Linked DNA regions of Mus musculus: regions 1 and 3 are each linked to region 2. The links are chromatin contacts, called in public Hi-C maps. All regions are on one chromosome and are shown on one strand. Each heading gives the region's core, a stretch centred on a gene start, on an enhancer-like site or on the middle of the called end of the contact. The rest is flanking DNA. Distances are from core to core; before and after follow the strand shown.

Region 1 (4,344 bases), core at 1,421-3,920, 520 kb after region 2:
CAGTTCTAACTTTTAAGTAAAACATGTTACGACTGGTGTCCACAATACATGTGAAATGACTTTTCGCCTGCTTACATGGGCATACATTCTTTTACAAAGCTTCCACTGTCCCTTTGAATAATTACGTTCAGAGGAGAAGGCTCTTAATTACTGAAAGGCCATTATTAAGTAGCAACTGGAAATACATACGTCTGCTCCCCATTTTAGGGTTAAACATGAATTCACATGTTGCTCCTTATCAACGCCATTCAATTAGCAGTAGAAGAAAAGGGTCATAACGTCGAAGAAGGGAATGTTTTTTTTGCTTACTAACAGCTATTGCAAAGCTGTGAGAGAGAAAAATACAATTTAAAAGCTTTAAAAAAAAAAAAACACTGAGGGTAGGGATCTCTATTTAGGGCAGGCAGTCTGTATTGTAAGCAAGGCGGTGAGTCTCCCTGATAGCAGGTAAAGATGCTTCAGCCAAGCCTGAAGGGGGCGTGGCTCTGTGGTAGAGCAACCTCCATCAGGATGCCAGACCCTGGATTCGATATATATCTGGGAAGGAAAATTGTAGGGGAAGGGGTGGGAAGAAGGGAGAGAACAGAAGGAGGAAGGGGAGTGAGGGGAAGAAGAAGGAAGGGGAAGAGAGTAAAAAGGAGAAGAGGGGAGGGGGAGGAGAAGGGGAAGGGGGAGGGGAACGGCCCTAGGTTTTTGTTTTTGTTTTTTAAGTGTTATGTCAAGGTGAAAATGTACAGGTTATATCCATCTGTCTCAAATGTTAAGATATCTTTTTTTTTTTAATTACAAGAAACAGTGGGTCTTTTTTACAAACTTTTTTTCTCAAAAGAAAGGAGAACACATGAGATGGGTGGTAGTGGTGGTGCACGACTTTAATCAAAGTGCTCAGGAGTCTAAGACAGTCAGATCTCTGTGAGTTCGAGGCCAGTCTGGTCTACAGAGTGAGTTCCAAGAGAGCTTGGGCTACACAGAGAAACCCTGTCTTGGAAAACCAGAGAGAGAGAATAGGAGTGGGGAGGGAGGGAGGGAGGGAGGGAGGGAGGGAGGGAGGGAGGGAGGGAGGGAGGGAGGGAGGGAGGGAGAGGGAGAGAAGTCTACTAGAAAATGAATTCACCCTGACAGGTTTACAGTGAACAAGGGGTTGATGGCTGTAATTTTGAGTTGGGAAACACCTGCTCAAATTAAGTAGTTTGTGGTTTCCGTATCCAACAGAAGAGAAAAACACCACATTGATTCTGCCACTGTTTGTGTATGTGTGTATGTGTGTGTGTGTGTGTGTGTGTTTGTGTGTGTGTGTGTGTGTGTGTGTGTGTGTGTGTGTGTGTGTGTGTTAACTAAAGTAATTCAAACCTCATCCTGTAGGCTGATATACTTCGTTCCTGTGTCCTGCTAAAATTAAGATGATACAAACATATAAACTTGATGAATCCCAAGTGATAGAAAGCATTGGCCTTTCAGTGGGGAGCGTGTGTACGCTGGAGGGGAGAAAAATGAAAGAAACCTTTCCCAGGTGTTCCCTCAGATGGTACAGGCTTCCTCCAGCACTTCTGCCCACGCCTGTAAGAAAGAGAGTAAAATCCGCTCCCTGTAGATACTCAGAATTAGACACAATCACAGATGATACTGATGTGGAGAACGTTTGCACGAGCATGCAACCACCTTGGTAATAAAGTTTACTTCTTCTGCCCTAGTGTTTTAGACTGGTTCTAAATCACTACACAAAGCCAGCGATTGGCTGCTGTTGAGCAGAACTGGACTGTGGACGTTAACCAAGTTGCCTGGCAGTCTTTACCTGACTTCAGTCCACATTTTTCCCCTCCATAGCTACTCTCTAGTTATGCATTATCAGGTTTGGCAGTCTCTACGAGCTCAGCCCTCCGCTTGGCTTGTTGCTGGGTAGGCTTGACCTAAGAGAGTGCATGAGGAAAGAGCCAGAACTTTCCTTTGATGTCTCAGAACTCAAGATTCCATTATATAATCTACCATAAATCCTGGCGGTCAGGACTGACACTGGCTTCCAAAGTTACCAGAATATGACACTCCCTACTTGATTCATTGTGGAGTCTGACATGTCTTAATTAATATGAACTCAGAGCCTCAGCTTGCCAGCGATAAGAGACTTTTCTGATTTGCCTTCTTCATAGCTTTAAGGGTTTCCTTGATTAATTTTCTTCTCCTGAAATCTAAACCTCACATGCTAAATGTTCTGACTGGCTCAGGTTTGACCTCACAGATGTTTCCTTGTGGTCACAGAAAATACTTCTCCTCTGAGAATAGGTTTGATAATTTTGGGGGGGGGGGCAATAAATTGAACTGAACTAGATGAAGAAGTCAAGTGCAGGCTTTTAGCCACACTTTTTTACTTCTACAACCTGCCTGGTGTGTTCAAGTCTCAAATATAAACGGTGGTAGATGATAGCATTCCCTATGAACAAATTAAGGCCTTGAACCTTCCCCCAAGCCTTCTTCTCTGTAACAATATAAATCTCTCTCCTTGCTCAACACATGAGTGAGGCTTCCCACAAGGAGAAAATTGGCACATTTAAATGTCCTTTCTACTCTCAATGCTGAAGAAGGAGTGAGATGGACCAAGTCCAAACAGTGAGAAGGAAGGAGACTGAGGGCCTGTCTCATCGGAACACAAATAATTTGTGAACTGTTCTCAGTGATTAATACTCTGCACTTGAACCCTGCTTATGCAACAGAAGTGCTACAGTGAGCTGACTCTTGGTTTCTGGGTTTTGCCTTTCCTAGAAAACATTTTTCTATGAATCTTTTTTTGTTTTGTTTTGATTTGGTTTGGTTTGGTTTGGTTTGGTTTGGTTTGGTTTGGTTGCACACTAGATTTGAAGCAGCCCTTTGCTTGATTGGTGAAGTCTGAAAATGGACTAGAGGGAAGGACACCAAAGCAACATGAGCAATGTCCCTCCAACAGAGTGATACCCTGTTACCCTCTCCCTGCCCCTCTCTGCTCAAAACAGGAAAGCCAGGCATCAGCTGCCAAGGGACACTCTCAGCAGCCTTTGAGATTCGTTGTAACCTAAATTAGATTACTGAATGTGCTTAGCATTTTCTCCCAACCTTTGTCCCCAACAGACACCTGCCTTGTTTTCTTACATAGCTGTCACCCTAACCTTTTACCGTACCATACTCCTTTAAAGGATGAGAAAGAGAGAGAGGGGGAGAGAGAGAGAGAGAGAGAGAGAGAGAGAGAGAGAGGGAGAGAGAGAGAGAGACAGAGAGAGACAGAGACAGAGAGAGACAGAGAGAGACAGACAGAGAGACAGACAGAGAGACAGACAGAGAGACAGAGAGACAGACAGAGAGACAGACAGACAGACAGAGAGACAGAGACAGAGAGACAGAGACAGAGACAGAGAGACAGACAGAGAGACAGACAGAGAGACAGAGACAGAGAGAAAGGGGAAAAACAATCTCCTTACACCCCTCCTCTTTAGCTCCCCAATCACTGGGTTCAGCTCCAAATCATCTGAAGCATTTCAGTGGTGGCGAGAGGTGTCACAGGCTCCCTTCCCTAGGCAAGCCTTCAATGGCATCAGCTATCTTGTACTCCCAGACAGGCACCTACGGCTCTAATAGTACATATGTTAATGTCCTGGCTCACTATTCCAAATGGAGGTGGCTGAAGACAGGAGGCGCAGAAGCGTGACTCAGTACCAGCACTGAGGTCATACCCAGTATGCCAGGCCTTCATTCACTTGCTAGGGAATTAGGCCTCCAAAGTCAAAGGACTGCTCAAGTACGAAATGTAAAGTACGAACTTGAGTACATATTTGACAAGTGTGTATAAATTGCAAATAATTGCACCAGTCTCCATGTCATACAAATAGAAGCATTTTCTTATGAATCTATATTCTATCCAAATAAGATTGTTTTTGCCATAAAAATATCCCAGGGAAAAAGCATTTTGCACATATAAAGTGTGCTGCTTAGTCCCTAGTGGTCCCTGAATGAAAAACCTTCTGGGATCTGTTTGGCAGTTAGTTGCTAGATCCATCTTTCAATTATAAAGATAGCAAAATACCCAGCATAGGTGTGTCTGTCTGTATGTATGTTCACTCCTAGAAACTAATCATAGGACCTTGCATATTCCAAGCAAGCTCTCTACTGCTGAGCCACATCTTTCACCCTTTCCTAACTGATTCTTTTGAGAAGGGGATTGCCAAATTTCAAAGCTGGTGTTGAACTCATCAGATGACCCCTGTAGACCTTCCACTAGTGATTCTCCTGCCTCAGCCTCCTAAGTAGCTGGGGTTGAAGGCTTGCACCACCAGGCTCACTTTACAGTAATATCTTTTGACTCCCCTCCAACTCCTCTCTCTA
Region 2 (4,731 bases), core at 1,858-4,357:
AGGAAAGAAAGGGAGAGAGACAGAGAGAAAGAGAGAGGGGGAGAGAGGAGGGAGGGAGGGAGGGAGGGAGGGAGGGAGGGAGGGAAAGGAAAGGAACTATTTAGCATTAATTTTGACATCCTGGCAAAACTACTACATGGGGTAAAAGGACAGAACTGAGATACCTTCCCAAACCTAAAGTTTAACACATTATAGAAAGCAAGCTGTAATTTTATACTCTGTGCCATTGGGTATCACTGCGCACAGCTGGTTAGTTTTTGTCTCTGGGCATTGCTGCAGAACACTTGGGGATGGCAGTGAGTCAGACACAAAGCCCCAAGTCCTCCTGAGAAAACACAAGGGCTCTTACAAACAAGAAGTCACTTTTGGTACGACCCTCTCAGGCCCTTGGCTAACATTTTGAAATGTCACAGGACAAAACTCCCCCGCCCGCTTGCCCTTCCTTTAGATCATTTTCCCACAGTGCTTCAGTGTCAGGTGTAAGAGTCAAACGTCATAGCCATAAATAAGCATTTGAGTTGACTTTTCCAGATTGAACAGTTCTGGCTGCCCCACCTCAGTACGATGCACTAATCAGAACCGTATGCCTCAGTAAGTTTTGTTTGGTGTCTCACCATCTCCTAAAACGTCCTTCCAGATTAAATCGTTGTTTACTTCACCACGTTTGGCAGAACCAGTTGCCTTGAGTCTAAAGGTTTTGCTCTTCAAATTAACTTCCCTCATTTTGCTTTTTTCTCTCTCTATGTTTAAAGGGCTCTCTGAGATCTGATACTATTTTGCTGACAGGAATGTGAGAGATACTTTATATTCATTTATTATAAGATTAAGTAAATGTTAAGATTATGCTAGCCATAAGAATCAGGTTTTCTCTCTCTGAAATCTCTCTTCATCTTGGGGACGTTTTTGTTCAGCAGCCTAACCGCATATCACATAATGGATGATTAATAGCCAAGGAAGAGAAGAAGTGGCCTCATGAGTCATTTCTAGGGAATACTTAGTTTTAGATTGCCTGGCTTCTTATTTACTGTAACTTCTATGTGTATGGGTATTTGGGTTATGTGCATGTCTGGGCAGCATGTGTGTGCCTGGTACCACAGACGTAGAAGACAGCGTTAGAGCTCACGGTTTACTTTTCTCCAATGGTTCTTTCTACATTATGTTACTTCCTTCCTTTACCCCTTCTCTATAGATACCCCATCATTAAATCTTTGTGAATTTAGTTTTTCTTTAGTTGTTCTTCTATGATTTATGACTTTTTCAAGAGAAGAAACAATCAAACTTAAAACAAAACAACAACAAAAAAAAGAATATGTAAGATTGCCAAGCAAGATGAACAAAAGAGCTTGAACTAACCAAGGATCAAACCCCAGGAAAGCCATGGTCCCGTGCATCTGTACTACAGGATACAGAGATAGGTGTCCAGACTGTCTCTTTTCCTCTTTAAGATATTTCCCAGAGAGGCTCATAAGAAAGGCAGGCAGCTTGCTTCCATGCAGAGACTCCTTTGTGGAGGGGTATGACCTTGGTGGGATGCTGGGCAGGTGGTGGGCTCGGTACTGCAGCTTTGTGTTTGAGACTGGTGTTGTTGCCTTTGCCTTAGGACATGTATGACGAGCTATTGATGACTGTCAGCTCCCGGAGGAGCAGCCTCCACCAGAACCTTGCTCTCAAGAGTCAGTATGATAAGGCTCTGCAAGATCTGGTGGACCTGCTGGACACTGGACAGGAGAAGATGACAGGGGACCAAAAGATCATTGTATGCTCCAAAGAAGAAATCCAGCAGCTGCTTGGGAAGCACAAGGTGAGCTGAGACCAGGAAGGCATAGCTGAAATAGCACATTCTCAGGCCCTTACATAGAGGGGTTCGGTATTTCAACCAAATATGCCTGGGTTTTATGCGCTATACTTGTATAATTACACTTCTAAGTGGTCTATTGACATTTGTTCAAATCCCCTAGCATCTAGAGTAAAGAAAAATGGTAATGGGTATTTTTATAACAAGTATAATCAGTAATTTTACTCATTAGTTCTCCATAAATATTAACCCAACTCTCACCATATATGAACTTTAATCAAGGAAAAACTCAAAGCCTTTCCTTAGTGGGACTCAGATTGCTTTTATTCTCTCTCTCTCTCTCTCTCTCTCTCTCTCTCTCTTTTTCTTTTTAAAAGACAGGATCTCATGTAGCTCAAGCTAGCCTCATATAGCTAAAGGTAACCTTGAACTTCGAATCCTCCTGCCTTCACCTTCTGAGATCTGGAATTAAAGGTACATGCAACTAAGTTTATATGGTCCTGAGGATAGACCCCAGGACTTGGTGCATGTGAGACATAAAAGCTCTACCAACTGACCCTATTGTTAGCTACATTCTTAACTCAGTTTCCCCCTGTGTATTTGTTAGGGCCTCTTGCCATCTTGCCCCAGGTGCTCTCTCTCCCCGTCACTGTCCTGGCATAGACTCCTCACTCCACGCTGGGAATACAGGGCTGCCCACTCTGTTTTGGTGTCTGTTACTTGCGTCATTCAGACCTCCTGGCCCTTAAGCACATTCTCCTGTAGTTGCTGTTGGCCTCCAAGATTTTCCTGGGCTTGACCAGAACTTTTACCACGCAATCAGGCTTGGGAACCCAGAGATTGCTTCATCAGTGTGCTTCCAAATGGAGCTCAGGTTCATTACTCCTTAGTGAATAAATAAATATATATTCAACACACACACACTCACACATTCCTATCATAATACATTTTAAGCAATGACTATGCAAAGCTTACCAGGCTACAAACTCAGCCTCCCAGGCTATGGGAATTCCCAGAAGAAAAACAAAACAGTCTCACTGAGTTTTAAATGATTAACAATCTACTGTTCTGTGGCTCTCTGGTGGGCTATTATTGTCAAATTGTTGGGGGAAGGGGACTATACTTTTTTGCTATTTTTCACCCAGAGATTTTCTGTCTAAAGAGTTGTATAATTTATTAAAGCCTTATCATTTGGCTATGAAAACATTGCTTTAAAGTTCACAGCTGTTTTCTCTCAAATCTGACCATAGCAATAAAAGATCGCTCTGAGTTATTCCAGAAGGGAGACTAGGATCAAGGAGCAATAGAATAACAGAAAAGATGCTCAGTTAGGAAAAAGTTTTAAGGGAGTAGACTCCAGCTGCCACTTGGGCTGCACAGGGGCCTCTTTGGTCATGGAAATGCTGCCAAAGCCAGAGCGGGAGGTAAGCTTGTGTTGAAAGCATGCTTGACTGTCAGTGCACATTTGGCTTAGTAGGTCTTTCCCAGCCATACGATCATTTCATCAACTGATGATTGGTTAAAATAATGGTTCTAAAATGGACTTGATGTCACAGGCTTGTGTTGTAATCCCAGCTACTTGGGAGATTGAAGCAGGAGCAATTTCAAGTTCAAGACTTACCTCAGCTAAAGAGAAAGTTGAGCAGGAGTGAATACATGAGTTTTATTTCAAAATAAACAACAAAACAGCATCATAGGCTGCTGGTATACCTCATGGGTAGAGTGGTTGCTTAATGCTCTTGGGCACTGATCTTGATTCCTGGCACAACAAAACAATTATGGTACTGTTGATGACGATCAACCTACCCTTTACTATCCAGTCTATGTTTTGTGGGAGACTTCTACAGCTTTGGTGGGGACAAACTTACAGTCATATAATAGGAATTAAAACCTCAACTCTGATTCCTGTCAGGGCCACCCCTGCCATCTTCCTTCTGATCCCAGTGGAGGCCTCTAAGGGCTCCAGAGTGCTCTCCATGCTCAGGGTTCCATCAGGCCTTCATCCTCAGCCAGGAGGCAGACCTGAAACCTAGACCCCTGGACACATTCACTGCCAGAGGAGAGTTGGCCTACAAGAAGAGTTCTCACCCCAGAACTCAGGAGGTGGATCAGAGCTCCAGACTGCTGGACACTTGCCCTGGAAGAGGAGAGCTTGCCTACAGAGAGTGCTCTGACCACTGGAACTCAGGAGACAGTTGGATTCTCAGGAGTGCTGACAGAGGCTAAAAGAATCAAAGGAGGATCAAGCTCTAACCAGAGACAGCTTGAACATTAAGACCAGAGATTTCCAGATGGTAAAAGGCAAACGTAAGAATTTTACTAACAGAAACCAAGAACACTGGGCATCATTAGAACCCAGTACGCCCACCACAACGAGTCCTGAATACCCCAACACACCCGAAAAGCAAGATTCGGATTTAAAATCATATCTCATGATGGTGGTAGAAGATCTTAAGAAGGGTATTAATAACCCACTTAAAGAAATACAGGAGAACACTGCTAAACAGGTAGAAGCCTTTAAAGAGGAAGCACAAAAATTCCTCAAGGAATTAGAGGAGAATACTGCTAAACCAGTAAAAGCTGTTAAAGAGGAAACACAAATATCCCTCAGGGAATTACAGGAGAACACTGCTAAACAGATAGAAGTCCTTAAGGAACTACAGGCAAACACTGCTAAACAGGTAGAAGAAACACAAAAAGCCCTTAAAGAATTACAGGAAAACACAACCAAACATGCAATGGAATTGAAAAAAAAAATCCAAGATCTAAAAATGGAAGTAGAAACGATGAAGAAAACCCAAAGGGAGACAACTCTGGAGATAGAAACCCTAGGAAAGAAATCTGGAACCATAGATGTGAGCATCAGCAACAGAATACAAGATATGGAAGAGAGAAGTGCAGAAGATTCCATGGGGAACATGAACACAACAATCAAA
Region 3 (4,705 bases), core at 2,067-4,566, 590 kb after region 2:
AGCTACTGCATTGGGTTTTGTAATATGCTCTTTCACTGAAACATTAAGAAATTTGAAATAGTTTTGTAACCGCAAAGATTTGTAAAGGACTATTAAGACTAAATAAACAGGCATGCTGGCTGTTGTAGCTAGTCTGTTGACTGATGCTTCACTGAGGAATTATCTAGAGCCAATTGCCCTGTGGGGATATCTGTTCAGGAATGTCTTGATTGCCTTTAATTGAGGTGGGAAGACCCAGCCCAGGAAGGGCAGTGCCTTTAGCTAAGCAAAGTATCCTAGGTATAGGAGAAGGGAGACACCAAGCTGAGTGCAAGCAAGCAAGCAAGCAAGCATGCAAGTGTGCACACATTCGCTTCTCTTTGCTCTTGACCGTGGAGGTGACAGACTGGATGCTTTAAATACCTGCCGCTGTGACATCTTTGCAATGATGGGCTGTAACCTGGAACTGTAAGCTAAAATTAACCCTCATCTTCTAAGTTGCTTCAGGTTGAGCTACCTTATCACAGCAACAGATATAAAATTAGGATGGTGGTGCTTTTAGTCCCAGCACTTGAGAAACAGAGGCATTAAGATGGGATGTTCAGGGCCAGCCTTGCCCACACAGTGAGTCCAGATCAGTCTGGACTACATAAGAGATTACCTCAAAAAATCCAAACAAATAAATACAAACAAGCTATAAGACAATAGACACTGAGATGTTTACATTTTAAAAAAATAAAAAGGACAATTATAAACCTTCTCAGGGAGTTGGGGGAGTTAGAACCCTCACATACTGCTGGATGGAATATAAAATGGTGCACTAATATAAAATACAGCTTTGAAAATGCTAAATACATGAACCATCTATCAATCCCCCCCCCATAGCTGTAAGCCAGAGAGAAGGAAAAGCATATGCCCACACAAAAAGTTCATTACTCATAATCACAAGTGGTGACCACCCAAACATCCATCAGTGGATGGATGGGAAAATATAGTATAGCCAAACAATGAAGTGCTTATAGAGCACACAACGAACCCTAAAAAATGCCATGACAAGAGAATGAAGCCGGTTGCCAAAAACCACATGATTATCTTCTTATGAAAGAGACAGAGAAAAGGTCTGAGGCTAGTGGGAAGGAGGAATGGGGAGTTATAATTTATGGGTACAGAGTTTCTTTGGGTATGCTAAAAATATTTTGAAATTAGATACTGTTCAATAAGTCTGTAAATATACTTAAAAAAAACACAGAAATGCATATTCTGAAATGGTGGCACTCATTTGGAAGGTTCCAGAAGACTTTACATGATACAGGAAATCGGTGACTGAAGGGTGCGCTTTTCAAAGCTATACATCTTGCTCAGTACCCTCTTCACAGTCCGCTCCATATCCACCTTCCTCTACCACCACAGTGCTCTACAGACATTCACAGAACCAAGTAGCTATAAACAACTATAAACTATAAACAACTCTGAAACTGTGAGCCAAAGACTTCTCCTCCATCAGTTTGCTTACATCAGGCGTTCCGTGACAGCACATGCTGGCAAGGATGAGGAGGGACACTCCTCAAAAGTCTTACATCTTAACCTCCAAGGAGATACTGTGAAGGAGTGGGCTCCTTAAGAAGTGAACAGGTTGTGTTTCAACAGGAATAGATACCTGGGGTGGTTTGAACAACAGTGGCCCCCATGGGCTCATATGTTTAAACGGTTGGTCACCAGGGAGTGGATGCTTTGATGGGATCAGGAGAATCAGGACGTGTGGCCTTGTTGGAGGAAGTGTGTCACTGGGAGCAGGCTTTAAGGTTTCAAAAGTCCAAGCCAGGCTCTCTCTCTCTCTCTCTCTCTCTCTCTCTCTCTCTCTCTCTCTCTCTCTCTCTCTCTCTCTCTCTCTCCCTCCCTCTCTCTCTCCCTCACCACCCCCTCCCAAGGCTCAAACTGTAAAGGTCTCAGAAACTTCTCTAACACCTTTTACCATCCACCCCACCCATGATGATAATGGATTAAGTCTCTGGAACTGTAAGCAAGCCCCAATTACCAATTAAATGCTTCATTTTTTTTTTTTAAGAATTGACTTGGTAATGGTATTTCTTCACAAAAAAAGAACAGCAACTAAGATGCTTGTATAACAAACAGGAACCAAGCATTGTATGCCCTGATAGACCAGATAGACCTGTCTTGCCCCCTTACACCGTATGAGGACACAGCTAAGGTCTTGTGTGAACCAGGAAGCAAGACTGAGCAGACATCAAATCTGCTGGCAACTTTCCCTTGGACTTCCCAGGCTCTAGAACTCTGGGAACTCTGTTGTTTATAAGCCACCCAGCTTGTGGCATATACTTGAAGACTAAGACATTTTTCTAGACAGAGGCCAACAGCAATAGCAAGCATGCTTGACCTCGTAACCACTGAGCCAGTTAGTTCTCTGGGGTGACACGAACTGTCTTGGGACTCTGACAGCAGCTGTGAGCTTACAGTCTAGAAGTCAAAAGAACACCTTCTACAGCTCTGGAAATATACAGAAAATAAAATGCCAGACCCTGGGATGAGGGCAGCACAGAGAAAGGGGTGAACAAAATGGTGAAGCAGGTACTCAAAATGAGGAAGGCGCAGGTCTGCATGAGCTGAACATGAGCTGAACATGGGGGCTGGACTACTACCTACAGATAAACAAAGAGGCAGAGTTATTATATACCAATGAATAAGGAGGCAGATGTACCAAATCTCAGTAGGAGCAAGCTCTGTAAGGGAGCAGTCTTCAGGCAGTAAACAACATCCAGGGGGAGAAATCTAATGGGGATATTCTCTGTACTGTCCAGTCTGACCACAGAAAGGCTTTGCCAACTCTCTGAGCCTCTCACTAGGGAAGGCTTTACCACAGCCATGGGCTGAGACATGAGTGCCTTGAGATGCCTGTGTTCATGTCAACTGCACACACTCACTCAGGACGTCTCTGGTCTCCTACTCAGAGGACTGCTTGGATTCTTGTCAAGGGACAGGGGCAAGGAAGGGAGCGGCAAGTCAAACCACCAGGACAGAGCTGGAAGCCAGCAGGAATGACGGAGACTCTAAAGTCAAGCCATCAAGCCAAGAGCAGATTCCTTCGAGTGGGGTGGGAGTGAGTTGGTTTCTTTATCCTCCTGAGGGAACTTCTCAGACCAGCTCAGAGTTCAGCGAGTAAGCAATTGGCCTTTAATTTTCCTCCAGCAGGCCAGAACTGGCCATAAACAAGATTAATGTGCCATCGGGAGGCTAGCCAGGACAGGGAAGGTTCCCAGGGTACCATTCATGGTAAACACTGTATGCTAGCTGTTTCCCAGGGAACGACTATGCAATCTAGTGGGCAAGTCTTTCTTACACAGAAGAGTCAAAAGCCCAGACAGAAAGGTGATTAAAGCTGAACTCTTAAGTGTTGGCTGACTGTAGGGTCTAAGTCTCCAGATGCAGTTGTCAAAGACAGTGTACGAAAAACCCCTCACAGCTGTCAAGCAGGGGCCTCTGTATGAAGTGGGGGCAGCAACGTTCTAAGGCAGTGGTTCTCTACCTTCTGAACACTGTGACCCCTCTGTTCCTCATGTGGTGACCCCTACAACTATAAAATTACTTTCTTTGCTACTTCAAAATGGTAACCTTGCTACCCTTATGAATTGCAATGTAAATATCTGTTCATGCCCTGGCCGGGGGTCACGACCCACAAGTTGAGAACCACTGTTCTAGTGTCTTACTGGCCAAAAGAGATGCTGTGTCCACGCAGACGTAGCTCTGTGGGGGAGGTGTCCCACTCTGCAGTCTCTCCTCCCTCTTTGTCCCTCGTAGCACACATTCTGGGAGCTGGTAGCACAGTTACCCTCGCCCCAAAAAGCAAGCACTCTGCCTTTGCAGGCCCTGCCCCTTTGCAGTGAGAAAAGCAGTCCAGGCGGCCTGGGGGGGAATTTAGAAGCATTGACTCCATGGAAGGGGAGTGAAGGGCAGCAGTAGCTGGCTTGGAGCTTGCTCCATGGGGAAGAACTTGAGGGGGGGGAGCTTCTGGGCAATGGATGTACGGGAAAAGTCAGAGAGGAAAGCTTTGCTGCGGCTGGCAGTTATTGTCTGTTCTGATGCTTTCTTGGGAGACCACAAAGAAGACACCACTGGCTCTCCCATGGGGTTTGGAACCGATTTGGAGCCACAGCTCCTACCAGGGTTAGGCCACATGCTACAGGCTGACAGTTAAAACTCTCCACTAGATAGTTAATCTTCCTCTCTTTCTCACCGGCCAGAATTAAGACTTATTCTATGGGCTGACCTCTTTTAAACAAAGTCAAGAGACTAAGTCCCTGCCAATGAAGACAGAGAACTGTTATATCACTCCAAAAAATAGCCAACAGGTTGTTTTTCAAGCCCTTCCTCCTGGCTGGCACCTAGAAGGAAGCTGGAGCCCTAATAAGTGTGTGGGGCTAGGAGATATTTCTGAGGATGAGAGAGGATGGAAGCATTGGGTAGGATGCTCAAGTTGAAATCGGAATAAGCTGGGCTTCTGATGACCATTAAGGGTCCTTGTAAATGTGTCACATCCATCCCTCGCGCGCGCGCGCGCACACACACACACACAGTGCTGAGGATTTTACCTGAGGCCCACACAGGCAAGGCAAGCATACTGCCATTAAGTTACCGCCCCAGCCCTTGACTCTTCAGTGAAAAAATAAATTAACATTCTTCCTGTCTGAGCCTCTGACATTGTGGGATGTTT

What was found. A called contact is a pair of places that touch in the nucleus more often than the background predicts.
Region 1: a Hi-C map of uterus shows a contact between it and region 2. The contact joins two enhancer-like sites. A contact is called at or near these places in 8 of 39 promoter capture datasets (the 3T3-L1 cell line, the C10 cell line, cranial neural crest and 4 more), 1 of 15 datasets of contacts at CTCF or cohesin (large pre-B cells), 28 of 484 Hi-C or Micro-C datasets (the AML12 cell line, B cells, the C2C12 cell line and 18 more), 2 of 115 datasets of contacts at active chromatin or transcription factors (bone marrow-derived macrophages and fibro-adipogenic progenitors) and 2 of 9 other capture datasets (adipose tissue and liver).
Region 3: a Hi-C map of uterus shows a contact between it and region 2. The contact joins two enhancer-like sites. A contact is called at or near these places in 1 of 484 Hi-C or Micro-C datasets (uterus) and 2 of 115 datasets of contacts at active chromatin or transcription factors (embryonic stem cells and fibro-adipogenic progenitors).

Annotation. Positions count from the first base shown.
Region 1 is chr10:4,616,442-4,620,785 of GRCm38.p6, reverse strand. It overlaps a transcript of Esr1 not described here. Among named protein-coding and RNA genes, the nearest start is that of Esr1, 92 kb to the left of the region's middle. Within about 2 kb of position 2,670, at least 53 of the 459 cell types and tissues checked have an H3K27ac peak or open chromatin away from gene starts, as enhancers often do. A contact at or near this core is called in adipose tissue and uterus, where this site is marked.
Region 2 is chr10:5,137,882-5,142,612 of GRCm38.p6, reverse strand. It overlaps Syne1 (spectrin repeat containing, nuclear envelope 1), which reads left to right. Exons shown (of 146, transcript NM_001347711.1): 106 at 1,601-1,801. Among named protein-coding and RNA genes, the nearest start is that of Gm51757, 190 kb to the left of the region's middle. Within about 2 kb of position 3,107, at least 16 of the 459 cell types and tissues checked have an H3K27ac peak or open chromatin away from gene starts, as enhancers often do. A contact at or near this core is called in adipose tissue and uterus, where this site is marked.
Region 3 is chr10:4,552,397-4,557,101 of GRCm38.p6, reverse strand. The region is part of intron 9 of Ccdc170 (coiled-coil domain containing 170); the gene reads right to left. Among named protein-coding and RNA genes, the nearest start is that of Gm22739, 71 kb to the right of the region's middle. Within about 2 kb of position 3,316, at least 40 of the 459 cell types and tissues checked have an H3K27ac peak or open chromatin away from gene starts, as enhancers often do. A contact at or near this core is called in uterus, where this site is marked.